Linked DNA regions of Callithrix jacchus: region 1 is linked to region 2. Evidence: chromatin contacts called from public Hi-C data. All regions are on one chromosome and are shown on one strand. The core of a region is the stretch at or near the end of the contact, and the rest is flanking DNA. Distances in the headings are between cores, read along the strand shown.

Region 1 (7,671 bases), core at 97-2,596, 120 kb before region 2:
TGCACATGCTTTAAAACCCTCTAGGGTGCCCACCTGCAAGATACTTCAAGCTAAGAGAATGGCTCTCAAAGCCCTTCAGCATAGAGCTACAGTCTCCAGGTCTGGGCCATGTGACAGTGCCTCGCCCCACACCCTCCCATCCAACCACACCTGATTCTCACACTCCCCAATACTCCGCAACCTCATGACTCCACTCACAACTGGGCATTGCCCACCTGTTAGATCTGCCTAGAAGGCCTCTCCCCCTGGCCCATCTCTTCTGCCTGACAACCAAACTAGTGTTGGTTCAAGACCCAGCTGGAACAGCACTTGCTCCGTAAAGCCCTAGCCAACTGCTGTGCACCTCCTTCACCGGGGAGGAGTAGTCTCCCTGCATCATTCCCGCAGCTCTTCTTTCCTCTCTCCTGCCCCTCCTCCATCCTTCCTTCCTAGTGCAGTGAAGTACAGAGCCTCTGGGGGTCCTGCTAGGCACTGAGGAGTCAAGGTTTAAGGGGGATAGAGACCAGTGACGACACTGTTAGTGCCAGTCGTGAGAACCTCAAGGACAGAGCAGCCCCGTGTGCTCAGCCCTCAGCACCAGCCTGGCACCTTGCAGGAGCATCTGTTGAGCCAAAGGATTCTGTAGAGGGTGGAACTGTGAACCCCGGAAAAGATATGTCCGAGTGCTGTTTCCTGTGAATGTGATCGTAGGTGGAAATGGAGTCTTTCCTCTGTGATCAGGTTAAGATGAGTCCCACTAGATTGGGTGGGCTCTAATCCTACGACCGTGTTCTTACAGGAAGAAGGAGACGTGAGCCTGGACATACAGGAAGGCAGAGGCTGGAGTGAGGCATCTGTAACCAAACCCACAACAAGGACTGCGGGCTGCCGCTGGAAGCTAGAAAGAGGCCAGGAAAGACTCTCCCTAGAGCCAGCAGAGGGGCACGGCCCTACGCACGCCCTGATCTCCGACTTCAGGCCTCCAGAACTGTGAGAGAAGACACTTCTGCTGCCGTAAGCCACCCAGTTACTGGTAATTTGTTATGGCAGCTCTAGGAAACAGAATACAGAGTTCAAGCAGGAGTCGGTTTCTCAAAAACTCCTAGGTCGCCCCCCCCCCACTCCCCGGAGGCCCCGGCTGTCACACCCCGACTTCCCGCTGACCCCTGCTTTGCAGAACCTGGGAGCTAACTTGTCAACCCCAAGCCCAAGTGTCCCCTCCAGCTGCAGAGGGCCGCATCCTCATCCGACACTAGATGGCGCCAGCGCGCTGAGCCGGCCCTGCTTCGTGGGCTCCCGGTCCGGTGAGTAGCCCGCGGGCCCGGGACCCCAAATCCAAGATCAAGATCGGACATCCAACTTCTTCGAGTTCTTCCCAGGGAAAGTGGCTTTTTTTCCGGTCAGAGGGAGGAATTCGGATCCTCTGCCTTGGCCCTGGCCCTGCCCGCCCGGCGCCCCCTTGAGGCCTTGGATCTGAGCTGCCCGTGGTGCCTCCTCCGGCCTCTGCTGCAGGCCCCGGGGGTGCTGCTGAGCCTGGGTGGGGTTGCACACACGGCCTTGAGGGTGGCGAGCACCCAGGTCCGCACAGGCAGAAGGATGTGCTCTGGTACTGTGAGCTGAGCCAAAGCTGGGCTTTCTGCGCGTGAGGACGGCTGCCAGGCGAAGGGCATGGCAGTGGGGAAAGAAGACTATTTACCCCCCTTGCTGCAATCCTGCAATGGTTCCCCGTTGCTCTTAGGCGATGCCCAAATATTTTTTTTTTTTGAGATGGAGTCAGGCTCTGTCGCCCAGGCCGGAGTACAGTGGCGCGATCTCGGCTCACTGCAACCTCTGCCTCCCAGGTTCTCCTGCCTCAGCCTCTCAAGTAGCTGGGATTACAGGTGTGTGCCACCACATCTGTCTAATATTTTGCATGTTTAGTAGAGACAGGGTTTCACCGTGTTAGCCTGAATGGTCTCGATCTTCTGACCTCGTGATCTGCCTGCCTCAGCCTCCCAAAGTGCTGGGATTACAGATGTGAGCCACTGTGCCCAGCAGCAATGCCCAGCTTTTTTCATGACCTACCTACGAGACTCTACCTGGTTCCCCAGCATCATCATCTCACTCCACTCTCTCCTTCCAAGCATGTTCTGTTTCAGGGTTCATGAGGTGTTGTGCCTTTAATTTGGAACCCTCCTTGCCTAGCTAATACCTATGCATTTCCCCACTTACACACATGAGCAAAGTATCGCTAGGAAAAATTCCTGCAATTCCTGGTTTGAATGTATGTGTCCCTCCAAAATTTATATGTTGGAACATAAACCCCAAGGTGTGGTATTAGAAAGTGAGGCCTTTGGAAGGTGATTACGTCGTGAGGGTTCCACCCTGGCAAATGGGATTCATGCCTTTATGAAAGTGCTGGAGGGCACTAGCCAGGCCTCTTTGGGCCCTTCCATCTCTTCTGCCACATGAGGATGTAGGAATCATCCCTTTTGCCCCTACCATCAGGGGAGGATGCAGCCAGAAAAGTGCCATCTTGGAAGCAGAGAGCGGCCCTCACCAGACACCGAATCTGCGGGTGCCCTGCCCTTTGACTTCCCAGCCTCCAGCACAGTGGGAACTTTCTATTGTTTATAAATTACTTATTCTAAGGTATGGGGTTATAGCAACAGGAAGAAACTAAGACATAGAATTTCCAGGGTGAAAGAATTTCGTATCATTTCAAAGTGTGCATTATCCAAATAATGTTGTTTAGAAACAATCACAAACTTAGAGAACATTTCCTGAAGCATTTAGAGTATTTTTCCCAACCCCCTCCCAATACTTTAATGTGTGTTTCCCACCAGCAAGGATTTTCTCCTACATAACCACAGCTGTCAAATCAAGAAGTTAACCAGAAGTTACCACATTGAATCCTCAGACCCCATTGAGTTTTGTCCCAGTAATATCTTTTATCGCAAAAGGACCCAGTTCAGAATCATGTTACATTTCTCTTTATTCATGTCTCTTAGCTCCCTCAGTCTGGAACCCTTCCTCAGATTTTCCCTTGCTTTTTTTTTAGACAGAGTCTTGCTCTATCATCCAGGCTGGAGTGCAGTGGCACGATCTCAGCTCACTGCAACCTCCGCCTCCCAGGTTTAAGAGGTTCTCTGCCTCAGCCTCCCAAGTAGCTGGGATTACAGGCCACCATGCCCAGCTAATTTTTGTATTTTTAATAGAGACAGGGTTTCACCATCTTGGCCAGGCTGGTCTTGAACTCCTGACCTCGTGATCCACCCGTCTCAGCCTCCCAAAGTGCTGGGATTATAGGTGTGAGCCACCGCTCCCAGCTTTCCTTTAATTTTCATGACCTTGACATTTTACAGATTACAGGCCAGTTATTTAGTGAAATACGGCTCACTTTGGGTCTGTCTCATTTCCTCTTCCACAACTGGTGTAGGTTGCATTCTGCAGGAATACCATGGCATATCTGTGTTCACTTGGTGCCGCCTATCAGTTGGTACACGATTTTTATTTTTCCCACTGACTAAAGCAATGTTTGTTGGGCATCTCTACCGTGAAATTTATCTCTGTGGATTCCTAGTCTTCTGTTTTATTCAATGGATTGTAATCCATTGTAATCATTATTTATTTTGATGCTCAAAATGTCCCTGAACTGGCCAGTAGAAGCCCCTTTCAGTGGGAATCTTTCGGGCATGTGCCTACCATTCTTGGAGCACTTTCTTGCTTTCTGATACAGTATGTTCCAGGCTCATCTTGCAGTCTGCCTGCCTGCCTCAGCTCTGGAATCAGCCATTTCTCCAAAAAGCCCTGGGTCCTTTTCATGGACAGCATTATTTTACTCACTTATTTTTTGAGACGGAGGCTCTGTAGCACAGGCTGGAGTGCAGTGGCACAATCTCAGCTCATTGCAACCTCCACCTCCCAGGTTCAAGTGATTCTCCCGCCTCAGCCTCCTAAGTAGCTGAGATTACAGGCACATGCCATCACGCCCAGCTATTTTTCTTTAAAGTAGAAACAAGGTTTTACCATGTTAGCCAGGCTAGTCTGGAACTCCTGACCTCAAATGATCCACCCACCTTGGCCTCCCAAAGTGCTGGGATTACAGGCATGAGTCACCATACCCAGCTGAAAATACTATTTTAAAATAAAGATCTGCATGCCAGGGGTACTCACTGCTATTGGGGTATCACTGCTAGCAAGTCCTCTGGGAAGAGCTGGAGAATCTCTGTGTGTGTGTGTGACTGTGTATATGCCAGCAAATCCACAGTACTTCTATATTTATTTCTATATCAATTATGTATATTGAAAACCAGGAGTTCACATCATCTCCAATTCCAATCTGGCATTGCAGGCTTCATTCTGTTTGTGTTGGCTGGGGTCGTTCCCTCTTTCTGAATATGTAACTCTTCTTTGCCCTCACCTATTGTCTTAAGGACTGAATGGGTTCAGTAAGGGAAGAAGATAAGGAAGTACACTGCGATTTTTTTTTTTAAGCAACTGAGTCTCTATCACCCAGGCTGGAGTGCAGTGGCATGATCTCAGCACACTGCAACCTTCGCCTCCCAGGTTTAAGCGATTCTCCTGCCTCAGCCTCCTGAGTAGCTGGGATTACAGGTGCATGCCAACACGCCTGGCTAATTTTTTGTATTTTTAGTAGAGACGGGGTTTTGCCATGTTAGCCAGGCTGATCTCAAACTCCTTACCTCAGGTGATCAGCCTGCCTCAGCCTCCCGAAGTGCTGGGATTACAGATGTGAGCCACCATGTCAGGCCCGACATTGTAATTTTGATGGTTGTTGCCAAATTGCTCTCCATGGAAAATGTACCAATTTACATTCCTACTAGATTTTTTTTTTTTTTTTTTGAGATGGAGTCTTGCTCTGTCACCAGGCTGGAATGCGGAGTGGCACAATCTCAGCTCACTGCAACCTCCGCCTCCAAGGTTCAAGCGATTCTCCTGCCTCACCCTCCCAAGTAGCTGGGACTACAGCCACGTGGCACCATGCCCAGATAATTTTTTTGTATTTTTAGTAGAGATGGGTTTTCACCATGTTGTCAAGATAGTCTCAATCTCCTGACCTCATGATCCGCCCACCTCAGCCTCCCAAATTGCTGGGATTACAGGCATGAGCCACCTCGCCAGGCCTCCTACTAGATACTTTTAAGCCTTTTCTTTTCCCAACCTGAGGTGAAAAAACATTATTTCTGATGTTTTAATATGTATTACTCTTACTATAAAATAGCTTTATTTGTTTTGAACGTTTCTTTTTTTCTTTTTCTTTTTCTTTTTTTTTTTTTTTGAGATGGCGTTTCGCTCTTGTTACCCAGGCTGGAGTACAATGGCACGATCTCAGCTCACCACAACCTCTGCCTCCTGGGTTCAGGCAATTCTCCTGCCTCAACCTCCTGAGTAGCTGGGATTACAGGCACGCGCCACCATGCCCAGCTAATTTTTTGTATTTTTAGTAGAGACGGGGTTTCACCATGTTGACCAGGATGGTCTTGATCTGTTGACCTTATGATCCACCCGCCTCAGCCTCCCAAAGTGCTGGGATTACAGGCTTGAGCCACCGTGACCGGCCAGTTGTTTTGAACGTTTCTAATAAAAAACAGAAAAACTTGACAAGGAGAGAATGTTGTAGTTGGGTATAACTTCTGTTTCTCATTTTCTGCCCTATGGAAAACAATAAAAAGGGTCAAAACACTTCCGCATTGGAATTGTTATCTGGCTGTTGCTGGCAGGAACTTAAGAGTAGTGGGTGTCCTTCTGTTGTCCGTCTGGAAAAACAAGTGCATTGGTGCTGTCCTGAATCGTTGAACTCATGTGATTTCTCAAAACGCCTCTTGCAGTCGGGGCAGGAGCTGGCGCATGGTGACCAGAGTCAGCTATGCTCAGTGCTCTGTTATTGTGGGACATAGCCTCCAGGACAAGAAGACTGTGGACACTTTGTATGGGTGTCCTTGAATTTCCTTCTTGTGATTAAAATAATTAAAATTTAGTCTAATTCAGAGAAGAAAGGCATCTCTAATTTGAGTAGACCTTAAGACAATTGTATGTTAGGTTAAAACTGCCCATATCTGAACGTTTTTTCTTAACCTGCAAAAATGGCAGTTTCATGTGGTTCATGTTTTAGATGTTGGTACGTTTGGTGGGGCGCAGTGGCTCACACTTGTATTCCCAGCACTTTGGAAGGCCAAGGTGGTCAGATCACTTGAGCTTAGGAGTCCAAAACCAGCCTGGGCAACATAGTGAAATCCCGGCTCTACCAAAAAAAACAAAACAAAAAATTAGCCAGCTATAGTGGTGGGTGCCTGTGGTCCTAGCTACTCGGGAGGCTGAGGCACAAGAATTGCTTGAACCTTGGAGGTGGAGGTTGCAGCGAGCCAAGATTGCACCGCTGCACTCCAGTCTGGCAACACAGGGAGACTTTGTCTTTTTTTTTTTTTTAAGAGGTGGTACATTTGCTTCTGTGGGTCTCTAAAGCCTGAAAAGTCCTCTTCTTCCCATCCAACAGCCCCTCATTTACTTACTTCTCTACCAATAATATTGAAACACAACAATTTAGACCCTGTGCAAGTGGCACTTTTCCAGGGAATCTTTGCTCATACCCTAAAGCAGTGAGTTCCTTTCTCATCACTCCCAGGCACTTTGTTGGTGTGTCATTACAGCTTTGTTTTTTGTTTGTTTGTTTGTTTTGTTTTTGTGTGTGTGTATGTTTTAATTCTAAGTTCTGCCTTACGTTTTAGATAGCTGTTTAATCTCTTTCTTCCCATTAGTCTACAGACTCTTTGAGGGCAAAGAGTGAGTCTTGTTCATCACTATGCTCCTAGAAACTAACACTAGGCTTTGTGTAAGTCCTCTAAATAAATAAATAAAATATATAAATAAAAGTTTGTGGAATGAATTAGCAAACAATGAATGAATGACTACAGCAGGAATGGGGAATGGTGGTCTCAGAGAGAGGCTACAGTACCAAGAGTCCCTAAAAGTCTCTGGATCCAAGCTGCTCAAGGCCATCAAGAGGCCAACCCCAGAAGCCACAGCAGTCACATGCTGGGTGCATCTGTGTTGAGCCACAGTCCTTCTGTCACACACCCCAGTACCTTCAGACGCTGAGTCCCATGGCATCCTTACTCTGCAATAGGCTGCCTTTGCTGCAGTCATGGTTACTTACTCCCCCAGAAAAGCTCTGCTATGGGGCAGTCTGCACTTGCTAAAACCTCTGCAGGAAGAATCATAGAATCATCTGCTCTCCCAGGTTCAGAACAGCGTACACTGTCCAGACAGCCTGCTCAGAACATTCCTGGCTTGTGAAATTTCCTTTTCTGGGGCCACTGGAGCATCACAGGAAATACCAAGCAGCTGTTTGCCTCTTGGGTGTGGGATCAGATGGTCCCCAAATCTGGAATGCTCCTTCATCACCAGGCAGCTTGGAGGACGGACCTAGGCTCAACTTGGGAATGTGTCATGCATGTCTCACACATTCCCAAGTTCACAGCAGATGAAATTCTCTTTTCAGTAGCAGAAAGAGAAAAGCCTGGCAAGTGCCCCCAGCTCTAGTCCCAAGGTGAAGCAGGAAGACCTGAGAATACAGAGCACTCTCCTCACCTGTCTTTTGTTAAAAAGTATTTTAAAAATATAAAATTTAAAAACGTGTCATCCTTGTGCGGGGGCCATGCTAATCTTCTCTGTATTGTTCCGAATTTTAGT
Region 2 (6,811 bases), core at 2,413-4,912:
TCTTGATGTTCAAGGACAGTCCACCCAAAGGTTCCTGAGTACTATGGAACTCATGAGAAACCTGGAGAAAGAGTCTCTATTTCCCCTAGTTTTGCATTTGTCCCAAAGTTTACCGTTAACCAAATGTCCTAATCCTCAACATTCAAGTCTGCAACAAAGCAATGTTTGCTCTCAAAGTTAAAAAAAAAAAAAAGAAAAGAAAAAAGACAAGACATGAGGCTCCTTCCTCTATTGGCTCCTTCAGATCTTTCTCCTACTGCTTAAGGGAAAGCCCTCTAACAAGACTTCCATAGTGTCCAGGCAGAAAGAAGAGGGAAAAAAGATCCTGCTTGTCAGCTTCAACCAGGGATAGCATGTCAGTTCTGGAGCTTAATAACTTGCTTCATGTATGGCAATTACACAACCTGGGCCCAGTGGATCTGCCGACTTTCAGGCCTGCAAGTCTCTTGGTAAATGGGGAACTACAGGGGAAAGACAATCATGTGTGCTCTCTGGCTTTCCCTCTCTGCTGTCAAGTTGTTCTGCTTCATTCTCCACAGTTCACTTGTTTGGTGCTGAAATGAGGAAGATAATGTACCTCAATATTTTTTTTTTAAGATGCTGTATTTCTCAAAGCCCAAAATGACACTAGTAGTAACCTGGTTGTCAGAAGAGCTAAGGATATGAAAAAAGGGCACAAGAAAATATTTGAAGCAAAAGCCAAGTCTTTATGTGGAAACTGGACAAGTGTGGAGGGAGTGAAACAATGTTTAGTAGCTAAATTTGAAAGAAGTTCTAACATTTAAGAAGCCAGGTGAATTATTACGTTTTGGAAAGGGGTGTGTGTGTGTGTGTCTGTGTAGCGGGAAGGCTGCTGCAGGAATTGCTGCCCCAGCAAAAGAGCAAAGGAGGATATCCCCTACTGAGAGATGCGCCATTACATAAGAACATAAAAGTTCAGGCTGGGTGCAGTGACTCATGCCTGTAATCTCAGCACTTTGGGAGGTCAAGGTGGGCAGATCACAAGGTCAGTTGTTCGAGACCAGCCTGGCTAACAAGGTGAAACCTCATCTCTACTAAAAATACAAAAATTAGCCAGGCATGGTGACACGCACCTGTAGTCCCAGCTACTCAGGAGACTGAGGCAGGAGAATCGCTTGAATCCGAGAGGCGGAGGTTGCAGTGAGCCAAGACTGTGCCACTATACTCCAGCCTGGGTAACAAAGTAAGACACCATCTCAAACAAAACCAAACCAAACAAACACAAGTTCAATCACCACACCTCAGAAACTGGCCGGAAAACAGTGCTGAGGTCTCTTTATCTGTCAGCCTGCATCAGTAACACCTTATTCTACCTTTCTTCCCCTTCTATTTAACCAAATTCGGGGCTTTCAGAAGGCAGGCTTCAGTGAAAGAAGTCAAATTGGCCATTTGACAGTGGGTTTGCTCTCAGGGTTTACACACGGAGCACTCTGGCATTGTTCCCATCTAGTTGTAAGTGAGAATTTGTTTCATATGCCATTTCTACTACAGTATCCAAAAAATTACTTATTTACTTAATTGCTCAAAAGATCAGGACTCATACCAATATTGTCCTTTGACTAACTCACTGGGCAGAAGTTCCTTCAGCAGTAAATGGCCACCAACGAAAGTCGAACACAAACCAAAACAAATTGACTTAAACACTGAATCCATGAGAGCTAGATTCTGACTTAATGCAGAATTGGTAATACCTAGCACAGTGCCTGGCATACATTCTGTATCACATAAATACTTGGGAGTACCGAATTAAAGAATGAACAAATGAATCTTATGCAAACATACCATCAGCAGGTACCCTGAAGAAGAGAGTTTAGAATGCTCATGATCTGAGAAACAGCCCAAAGCAGCAGTGCTTTGAGGAGGTTTTAGAAAGACTCCAATTTCACTTTTACCAAAAGGTAAACAAACCAGAAACTAGTAGTTCAGAGTGTGGGCTCCACCATGAGCTACCTATGTGACATGGGCAAATTATTTAACTTGTTTGGTTTGAGTCTCAACTATAAGAAAGGGAATAATATCTACCTCTAAAGTCTGTTGTTTATTATATAAGTTCAAGAAAGTAAAGCCCTTAGCACAAAGCTTGGTACTCAGTAAGTCCTCAAGAACCTTTCCATATTTTAAATACCTTCTTTCCTGAGGTGCAGACATACCTCCCCAACTCTAGGAAAATTTTAATTTCTGGTTGAATATGCTTCTAGTCAAATATACAAAGGCCAGAGAACTCAGAAGTCAATGCCAAGCACATGTCTCTACTAGCCTCCACTTGATGGTGACAATTTGGGTGTGGAATTCCCAAAACAGAAAAGGTGTGTGTGCATAACTCCTCTGTATTTTTTACACCAGAGGAACGAAAACAGCAAGAAATGAAATAACTACTGTGAAGGGTGGAAAGACACTTCCCATCTCTGTAGATCAAAAAAGGGAGTAAATCCCTAGGCCTAATTGAAGCGGGTATCTTACTGCACCTCTGAAAGAGCGCACAGAAGCCCAGTTAGCAAGAGCAACAAAGCCCAGCATGTCGCCTGCCACCGAGAGAAAATTCTGTGGGAACAACAGCTTTAGGCCTCTGCCCAGACGCCAGCTTCCCTTTAACCAGCCCAAGGCTTTTTGACGCCTCTTTGCTTCTGGGTCTTGCGGTCCCCATAACCACCTCCCCCCTTGCTCCTAAATTCTTCCAGGGTAACTTTTCTCCACTTCAGCAGCTCCTCAGCCACGACTCCCATGAGGGAGAGTCAGATCCACACTCACAGCTGGGGTCTCTTAAGAGTGAAAAAGGAAAGTCTGTATATACGTGCCTACTTTTTGAAAGAAAAGAGCTGGTTTCGGGGAGTTTAGCCTGGTTAAGAAGAGAAGTTTTTGAGATTAAAGAGCAGCCGAGGCGCCGGGGCTCCCGAATGCTGCGGTGCGCACAGACGAGCTCTGAGATTTCCTCAGGAAATCCACCCTCTCTAAGCCAGCCCTGCCCCAGCGCAATCCCCGCAGCTTTATTACGCTGAGGGCAGTAATGACAGTGGCACAGAGGGCCTGTGCCTACCTCCTCTGCACCTACCGGCACGGCGTGCAGCTCTCCTGGCGCTGCCCGGGCAGTGACGCGGGAAGGCGCGCCCCGGACCGCGAGTCACCAAGCTCCCGGCCCCAAACCAGCCGCCGGTCTCCCCAGCCGCGCAGCCCCCACCGCCGGCCCGCCGGCCGCGCCACGCCAGCGCCGGGCTCCCAGCGGCTCGGTTCGCGGCCGGGTGACAGCGGGCCGACGCCGAGAAGCGCGGGGAGCCGCCGGCGCCGGCTCGGGCTCCGGCCAGCGTTCCTGCCCGGCGGTGTACGCTGGCCCCGCGCCCCTGACAGCCGGCCGGGCGCGTCGGTGGCACAATGCCGGCCCTGCCGCCCCCCGGCCGCGGTGACAACTCACCCGGGAGCCGGCAGAGACCTCCGGGAGGGGGGCGCTCACTGCTTCCACGCCGCCGCTTGCGCGCGCCCGCAACCCTTTCAGGTCTAAGCGAGGCCCCGCGTGCCCTGTCTGGCTCGCGCTGGCGGGCGCTGTGGGCAGAGGAAGCGCGCGGGAGGGAGGGAGGCGGCGGGGTGGTCGCCGGCTTCGGAGACTAGAACGCAGCAGTAGCGGCGGCGGCGGTAGCGCCCGCGTCACTGACCCAGCTGTACCGCGCGGGCGGGGGAGGCCCCGCGGAAGGGAGGGGGCAGGGAAGGGCGGGGCCAGGCGCGCACGCAACAGCGCGGGCGTCGCGCCGGCGTCGTGCCGGCGTCGCGCCGCAGAGACCGCCCCGCCGGGAGGCTCCGCACGCACGCGCGGCCGGCGGGGCCGGGTACCCGCGGGAGAAGCGACGCGGTGGCGGGGGGGCGGAGGGGGGGAGCTTAAAGAGACGGTCTCTGCGCTGGATTGGATGGGCGGTGGCACGGACCCAGCTGAATCGTGCGGCGTTTCAGTGCGCTCTCCAGTTCGTTTACTATTATTATTAATTTGCATTATTGAATTACTATTACTTGTAAAGAATTGTACTGCCCTCAGGTTTACAAGGCTTTTGGCGCATGTTGCCTTGTTAGCTCTTGAATTGCTCGTCTGACCTATCTCTGAAGCAGGTTATTATCTCCCGGTAAAGCAGTACACCAAACTGTGGTTCCTAGCCTGCTAACATTAAAGCTGCCCGGAGGGTGGGTGGGGGTGAAAATGCAGATTCGGGGCCCACCTCCAGCCATTGTGAGTCAGTGGGGTCGGACTTGGGAGTGTGTACACAAGCATTTCGAAGTGAGTTATCCTTCAGCATACTAAAAGCACACAAGGGATCTCAAGGTTGAGAAAACCGCAGTTCAGAGCCAGGACTAGCAGAGCCCGGGCTAGAACCCTGCCACATTCCTAACTGTATTTTCCCTCGAGCCTTGCCTCCTGGGGCTATTTTCTAGCTCATACTGAGTGAGCAGTTTGTGCAGTGTATGGCCACATCGTTTATTGGTGATCTCTCATGCAGTGTGTCCTCAGTTTATGTGTTTACAGGGCCATGGGGCCTTGATTGGGAGGACTCTGGCTTTTTATCTTTGTGCCCCAGGGCCTTGCACTGTGTCTGTCTCAGAGGTCCTCAATAAATGTTAAAGCATTCCTACTTGTAAATCAGTGGTAGAGTCCACATCTGGACGTACAGACTTGTGTCTTTACTGCAGCTTGTGCCTGGGAGGCCTCTACTCCCAGATGCTCTTGGACAAAAGGATACACCTTCTCAGGGCGTCTCTCCAGGCCTAGTTCTAGTATGCTTTCAGGAAAAGTGCTGTGAATTAACAGGGCATGTCCTTGTGAAGTAGCTTTAATGAAACAAGGAGAATGCTCCTTCCCATGCACACAGGCCCGTCCACAAAAGAACCCTTCCCTTTTGGGCCCCACAGCTGCCTGTGGCTTGTTGCTGTAATACCTGTGGTAAGCCTATCCTTGTTCTGCCTTTTCTTCCTTGCCTTCTTGGGTCCCAATTCACTAGAAAAGATTGGTACCCCTCCCTTCCTGCTCATTTGGGGCCGCACTGCCCAGACCACTAGAAAATTGAAGTCTGCAGCAGAGCACAACCAAATCGGTGTGGGCAACAGGAACAAGCCAGGCAGACCCAAGGCTCAGGGATGGGACAAGGGAGAAGGAAGCAAGGGAAAAGGATGGAGAAAGACTTGGAGAAGCCCAATAGAGAGAAAGAGAAAAAGAAAGAGGAAAGGGAAGAAAGAAGGCGTGGATGGTTCAGATTAGATCATCTGTCAAGCTAACTAAACCCCTTGCTATTAACAGGTCCAGTGACTTCATGCAAGAACAGCCACCTTATAAAGTCCCTTTTGAGACCCTATGCAGATCTGTCCATTGCTGCCTAAAAATCCTCTCCCAGACCCCCAGAGTCCGCAGAATGAAACCAAACTCATCAGCAGTTTCATTCTGCGGACACTAGGGGTCTGGGAGATTGTGGAGAGCAAGGACTGTAGTAGCCTGTGCTCTCCACAATCTGGACCAGATGCTCTCCATCCCTCCAAACACCCTATACTCCAGCCTCTCCATACCACCTGCTGGTCTCTAACAAGCCACTCCTGTTACATCTCACTCACAAACCAGGTGCCCTTGCTGTTTCCTCAATCCTGAAGAACTCCTTCAGAATCTTCTTACTTACCCTTCAGAATCTTCCCAAGTTCTACTTTTCTGTGGCACTTTCTTAGAGCCCCAGTTTAGTATCCATTTCCTTCTGCTTTGAATTGCCAGAATCAGGGTCGAGTCTCCTCCCTTTATAAATGCTGGCTTGCCAGCCTTTCCTGTCTGCTTTTCCCCTCCTACCTGAAGTTCCAATGGCCTCCTCTGTAGAGCTGATGAAAAGCCCCTGTTACATTCTGCTTATAAGCCTTGCTGTTCTCACCTGCAAAATGGAATGGTACTTCCTGGCCTAGGGTGAGTATCATCTTTCTGCCATTGAAAAGATCTCACAAGATGAATGCTAAGAGTAATTTAGACTTAGACATTTTCAAGTGGAAGAGATGGTAGATTAATTAAAATGGTTTAAAACTTTTAAGATATATATTTTTAATTTAACAGCTTTCTCATGCCTGTAATCCCAGCATTTTGGGAGGCCGAGGCAGGCCGATCATTTGAGTCCGGGAATTCAAGACCAGCCTGGCCAATACGGCAAACCATGTCTTTACTAAATATACAAAAATTAGCCAGGCATGGTGGCACACGCCTGTAATCAAGCTATGTGGGAGGCTAGTTACAAGAATTGCTTGAACCCGGGAGGCAGAGGCTGCAGTGAGCCAAGATCGTGCCACTGCACTCCAGCCTGGGTGACAAAGCGAGCTCTGTCTCAAATAAATAAATTAATTAATTAACAGCTTTATTGAGATATTCACATACCACCAATTCACAGTTTAAATTTGTACATTTATTTTGTATAACTTTACAAATTGTACAAATTTGTGCATGTACAATTGTAGATTGAGTGAACAATTCAATGGATTTTAGTATATTTAGAGTTGTACAATATTTTACAACAGTTTCATGACCCTAAAAAAAAACTTCTGTACTTATTAGCAGTCACTACCCATTTCCTCCCTCCCAACCACCTTCCCTGACTCCCTCCCTAGACGACCAATAATCTACTTTCTGTCTCTATAGATTTGCCTATTCTGAGTGCTTCCTATAAATGGAATAATACAAATATGTGGTGTTTATAATTGATTTTTTGTTTCTCCCACCTAACATAATGAATTTTAAACCAGAGCTAATTTTTTATTTTCACTTTTTAATTCAGACCCTTTCTTATTCTAAAAGGAC

Evidence for each region. A called contact is a pair of places that touch in the nucleus more often than the background predicts.
Region 1: a contact with region 2 is called in a Hi-C map of induced pluripotent stem cells, with 3 times the contacts expected there. The contact joins the enhancer-like site here to the promoter of SUSD6 in region 2. A contact is called at or near these places in 2 of 3 Hi-C or Micro-C datasets (induced pluripotent stem cells and skeletal muscle).

Annotation. Positions count from the first base shown.
Region 1 is chr8:104,705,661-104,713,331 of calJac240_pri, reverse strand. It overlaps the pseudogene LOC118145266. Among named protein-coding and RNA genes, the nearest start is that of SRSF5, 39 kb to the left of the region's middle. Within about 2 kb of position 1,346, at least 3 of the 16 cell types and tissues checked have an H3K27ac peak or open chromatin away from gene starts, as enhancers often do.
Region 2 is chr8:104,590,991-104,597,801 of calJac240_pri, reverse strand. SUSD6 (sushi domain containing 6) reads right to left here and starts at 3,662. Exons shown (of 6, transcript XM_078335251.1): 1 at 3,428-3,662.